Regions from separate parts of the Pan troglodytes genome. Here region 1 is linked to region 2. The links are chromatin contacts, called in public HiChIP or PLAC-seq maps. All regions are on one chromosome and are shown on one strand. The core of a region is the stretch at or near the end of the contact, and the rest is flanking DNA. Distances in the headings are between cores, read along the strand shown.

Region 1 (2,700 bases), core at 148-2,647, 86 kb after region 2:
TTTTTTAAAGGTTGCAAGGTGGGAAAGATTTCAGGAGTTAAAATGCAGAACTAAATATACACGTGCACCTCACCCCAAAACCCACCTTAACAAGCAGGCACGTAAAACAACGAGGATCCCACCTACCCCTTTTTAATTCATGAAACAAAACCGCAGCCTGAGCTAAAGCGAACCCTCGCCCCCGCCCAGCCTCCACCCCGCCCGGAGCCTGGCGGTGGGTCCCTTTCCTTTGTGAGGAGTTGGAGGGGAGGCGACGGAGGGCGGGGAACTGGGGGAGGAGGCTGAGGGTCGGCGGATACCAGAGAAGGCAGGCTCCGAGAAAAGCGGCATCGGCCCGTCCCACAAACAGGCCGCGCCGCCACGCCACAAACCATTGCGGTGTCCCAAGGCGCAAACCCACGAACTTGGGTGTGATCTAATTTGGGACGACGCCCGGGAGAATGGCCGAGGACGACCCCTCTCCCAGGCTCTTCCAAAAGGTCTCCTGGGGCGGCGGGCGGAGGTCCTGCCGCCACCCCCATCCCGGCCCGAGCCCCAGGCGGCCTCACCTGCTGGACGGAGCTATTCTCGGGCACGGCGAATTCCTCCTTTTCCTTCGGGGTCTTCACGGTGACTTTCATGATTTTGGGCTCCGCGGAGGCAGCGGCCGCGGGGGCGCCAGCACCTTCGGCTCCGGCGGCACTATCCTGGGAGCCCGGAGGACCGCCGCTTTCACCACTCTCGGCCATGGCTGTGGCGGCGGCGGCGGCGGCGGCGGTGACTCAGGCAAGCAGGAGGGAGCAGGCGAGCAAGGAGGAGCCAGCAGACACCAGAGCCGGCAGGCCTGGACAGCGAAGAATGCAGAGCACGCCGCCTCAGTAGCAACGGGCGCAGGGCCACCGTAGCGGGTGTGGGGCCCCGGAGCTCGGTGCAGGCTCTGGCGCAGGCCCGGGTCAGGCGCTCGGCAGCCGCCGTGTGTTCAGGCGCCGCTCGCTCACACCGACATCCGCAGCAGCCACCGCTTCCTCCTCCCTGCCCCTTCCCCCACGTCCCTTCGCCGGCGCCGCGCGGAGCACGCCGGGTAACGCGCCTGGCGGCGTCGCCGAGTCATCCCCGGCTGGCGCGACTTTGAGCTCAGCCTGCGTGCCTTTTCCTTTCCCGCTCCATTGCCCAAAGTGCAGGCGAAGCCAGTGTGAAGGACTAAAAGCAAAATGGGGCGGGGTAGGTCAGTTCATGGTTTTTTCCCACTCCTTTCACCAAAAACTAAATCGCAGGTTCCAGTTAAGCGCTGTAACGGCGCACCGAGATGACGTCACGGTTAGCGAAATTACTAGAAAGGGACCAGTGGGCCCTGCGGCCGCGGCTGCGCCTGCGCGCTTGCTGTCCAGGTAGTCTCCCCACCTTACCTCATGCCCAGCTGGGCCGTGTTCACCCCTCCGCGCTGTCACAATCGCCTTGCCCTCCCTTGCCTCTCTGTCTACTCTGCGTTCCCCGCTGGGAGGAGGGTCTCGTGATAAAATAGCGGCGAGGTATTTTGTTATTTTAATATGCTTAGCGTTTGATATTTGGAGGGGTCGTATTGCCCTATGCGGGGGAGTTGGGGTAAGTTAATGGTGGAAAGGCCTCAGCACAACGAACAGAAAATGGAGTAAACGCCCGTGACTGCCCTGCGCAATCCTGCGGAGTCATTGCTTCATGGCCAGAGCTTATTTACCGCCCTCGGGTTAGCCCGGTTTGGTCAGACGATCAGTCAGGCGACCTGTATTGACAGTGGCCTCTGCTGCTACGATGACAGCTGTGCGCGAGCGCCCCCAGATTATCTGTGTGTAGGGCGGAACAGGGTGCCCGAGGAGTGTCCACCCAAATGGGACAATTTAATATAGTTGAGGTGTTCGCCTTATATTCTATCAAATTAAGTTACTGGTCAATTTCAGGCTTTAAGTGGCATTAAGGATAGTTCCAAAATTATTTTCAGTGTAATACAGAGAGAAGTTATCTCTGAGAATCCTAATTTGAAATGACGTCATTGGCTTTTAAAGATGACTTGCAAGGAATGTACAAACCAGCCCATTATTAATCAATGTTGCACAATTTAAATCCTGACAGCCCACTGTGACCCAAATCCGCAAAGATACATTCTGCGTTTCTGCTCCTAAGCCGTCCAACCCTGTTCTGAGAATAAATACTGTTACATAAACACGACTTTTTAGCAGAGCTCTATGGACTCTGGGTCTAAGAGAATTCTGAGGGTATCGATTTCAGTATAGACATCATTTAATATCACCTAAATTTCTGGCAGCATGGCTCAATAACAAGGCCTTCTGCTTAATGAAGGATGACTACTTGGTTATGTCCAGGTGTGAGATAATCACTGCTTCTAAAGCTAGAAAGTGCCACAACTGGATAACCAATCATTTGGAATTTCTTCCATATGTCTAAATAAAATTTCTCCTCAACTTCATTAGCTCCTCATTACCTGTTTTTCCCTGTCATGCTGTGTCTTACCTGCATGCTTTGCCTAGGCTGCCTTCCTCTACCTAGAATGACTTTCCCCTTGCCTTCACCTGTCTAACTTCTACTCATCCTGTATCACATGCCCCAGGAAGACTTCACTCCCTACCATTTAGAGATACGGTTTTTCCCTTGATTCTCCAACAAATACCGTGTGTGTGTGTGTGTGTGTGTGTGTGTGTGTCTGTCTGTCTCCCTGCATTTATGGAC
Region 2 (2,700 bases), core at 146-2,645:
ACAGATACCATTTTGCCTTTCTGCAAACTTTGTTCTGGATCTTTCAAGTGGCCACTTTTAATTATGAAGATGTGAAGCAAGTATACAGCCATTACTTCCAGAAGAAAGTGTAACAAGCTACTTGGCTAAGACCTGGGATTTGACCTTTAAGCTCTTTCATGCATCTATTTGAACTCTCAGAATTAAACTGGGATCAAGGACTCTCCTGGAAGGGAAAGGGGGAAGATCCAAACTCTTCTCAATTAGACATATCAGAGCTGTGAGGCTCCTGGTATGTGAATATCTGTCCCAACCCAGCCATCTTTGTGGATGATTTGCCTCCCAGGGAAGTGCCTGTGCGCATTAAGGTGCTCGTCACTGAGCTCTGTTTAACCGCTGTGGAAATGGTCAGCTTCATACAGGAGCACTGCCATTTCTGTTTGAGACTTACAGTACATGCTGTCCAGAATCTGGGGGTGATCTGGACTTGAGTGACTATAGAAACGCATGCAAGAAGCTGTGCCTCGCTAGGGACTCGGGGTTTCCAGAGTACCATGTGCCTCAGTACAACAGTTCTTGCAGTAGACAGGACCTAAAACCAGACCAATATTCAGCATCTGGGTTGCCACATAGTAACAGCTGGGAAGCACCGAGACAACCAGGACCAGCAGGTGGCACTCTTTGGAAAGCAAAAAAAAAACGTGGAATTCAGCTCTTAGGGGCACCTTTGAAGTTCCGCTGTCCTGGAAGCAGGCACAGAGTTTCACTGACACTGGCATGCTGGGTATCTTTCATTGGTACCTCCAGATACAATCTCCACCCTTCTCTTCCCTGCTCTGAGCCCAGGAAATTGGCATGCATGGGCACCGCTGGACTCCCTAGCTCTCCACCTTCCAATTGGGTTTGGTTGGTGGGGTTTGGCCACGAGCAGGAGATCACAGGGCAAGAGGAGGGGAGGGGAGGTTATTTATTCTCCTGATTATTTTTCTGCTGGGTCAACAAGGAATGTCTCTCTCTCTCTTCCTAAGGCTACAGTCCTGTCAGACACTTCTTTCTATATGGTCTATTCTCTCTGTCTCTCTCCTTCCATTCTCTTCCCTTCCCATATAAAGGCTCCCTCTCATCAGCCCCTTTCTATTTAAGAGTGAAAACACTTCTCGGTTACTCAGATGTGGACTCTGCCCCTAGTTGCTTTTTCTGACCCTACCCACACCTGTACAAACAGTCCCTTTGTTAAATCCTGTTCACCTGCCCCAATTTGAGCATGCTGTTTCCTGCCACCACCCTGAGCAGCACAGCAAGTTTAAGATCCTTGGACATGTCTGGGGAAAGAAATCCAAGGAGAAGAATCAGATTTTCTGCTAATCATTCTGATTTGAACATTGAAAGAAATATGAGCTTTTTTTTTTTCATACTGAGCTAGCGAAGCAGGGCACGAGTTAGAGTATTTGCATACACATCTATTCCTCTTATCACGCTTGAGAATGCCTAGAGGGTAATCTTTTAAATGAATATTAATATTATATTAACCAGCACATGGTAGATGTTCAAGAAATGTGTATTGACCATAACTGAATTGTAAGACCTCTCTCCAAGCCTCAATTTCTTCACCTGTACAGCCCCCATCCGGATTGAAATCTCACCTACTCAGGCTAAGTATATGAAAAACAAAGGCAGTGCAGGGGTAATTGAACTATTCATTAGATAAATGCTATAATGTCACTTTTATTGTTTTCTAGGACACAGAGTAATACCTACCTTGGTTAACAAAAGACCAAAGGAGGTGATGCCAAATGCGGTTAGAAGTGCTTTTAATCAAATAGTTCAAACGACACATAATTAACATTGTTTTAAAGCAAACGGACACTTTAAAGTGGTGCTCCTTCCTCTTAAAGCCCCAACCAGTGCTGGATTTAACAGCAGAGCCATACAGCCATGACATATGCTGCTACGGTCAACACTCAACCCTAAGTTTGACACCAAAAGATGGCCGCCATTTATTATTGTGACAAAAGGCCAGATTACAAAACGCTGTGTACGGCCTGATCCCAGTTTTACAAAATACTCATACCCATCTATCTACGACGGGGCGCGGGGAAAGGGGAGTCGTTTTAGGAAGTGCTGCTTATTGCTGCCTGGTGTGGGAAATTATGAGTCTTATTTTCTGTTTATTCTTTTTACAAGAACATTTTTATAAATGAATGAATGAATGCTTTCCATGGGTGGATGAGGATCCGGCCTGCCAGGTTGAGGCTCCTCTGGAACCAAGAGGGGCCGGGGCAGTAGAACGACAGGTGGCGGGGCTTTGGGCGGCTCCCTCCAGCCCAGGGAGACGCGAGGGCCAGGCCGGGCGCGCGCTTCACTTCCGGGAAGAGGAACGAGGGAGGGGAGGGGAGAGGAAAAGAAGGGGCAGGAGAGAGAGGCCGGGAGGTTGGGAAAGGGAGGCGGAAAGCATGGAAAAGGGGCGCGGGAAAACGGGGAGGGCGCAGAGGGACACGGCCCTCACTGCCCCGGCCGGGGCGAGAGCGGCTCCGCCCCTCGAGCGCCGGGTAGGCCGGGGCCGGCGGGGCCCGGAAGGCGACGGGAAGGAGCCGAGCTTGGGTCATGGCGGCGCCGGGCGCGCTGCTGGTGATGGGCGTGAGCGGCTCGGGGAAGTAGGTCCGGGAGAGGGCGGGGGGCGCCCGGGACAGGTGTTGCGGGCGCGGCGGAGGCCGGACGCGT

Evidence for each region. HiChIP or PLAC-seq counts read pairs in DNA pulled down with a chosen protein or histone mark.
Region 1: an H3K4me3 HiChIP or PLAC-seq map of stem cell-derived excitatory neurons shows a contact between it and region 2, with 2.2 times the contacts expected there. The contact joins the promoter of UBQLN1 here to the promoter of IDNK in region 2. A contact is called at or near these places in 1 of 7 Hi-C or Micro-C datasets (stem cell-derived neural progenitor cells) and 1 of 1 datasets of contacts at active chromatin or transcription factors (stem cell-derived excitatory neurons).

What each region holds. Positions count from the first base shown.
Region 1 is chr11:74,167,474-74,170,173 of NHGRI_mPanTro3-v2.0_pri, forward strand. It overlaps UBQLN1 (ubiquilin 1), which reads right to left and starts at 1,398. Exons shown (of 11, transcript XM_009456778.4): 1 at 549-1,398. The coding sequence starts at 728. It overlaps LOC107976692 (histone-lysine N-methyltransferase SETMAR), which reads left to right and starts at 868. Exons shown (of 2, transcript XM_016961027.4): 1 at 868-1,200.
Region 2 is chr11:74,081,132-74,083,831 of NHGRI_mPanTro3-v2.0_pri, forward strand. It overlaps IDNK (IDNK gluconokinase), which reads left to right and starts at 1,396. Exons shown (of 4, transcript XM_024345681.3): 1 at 1,396-2,633. The coding sequence starts at 2,181. All of the region lies in intron 1 of FRMD3 (FERM domain containing 3), which reads right to left.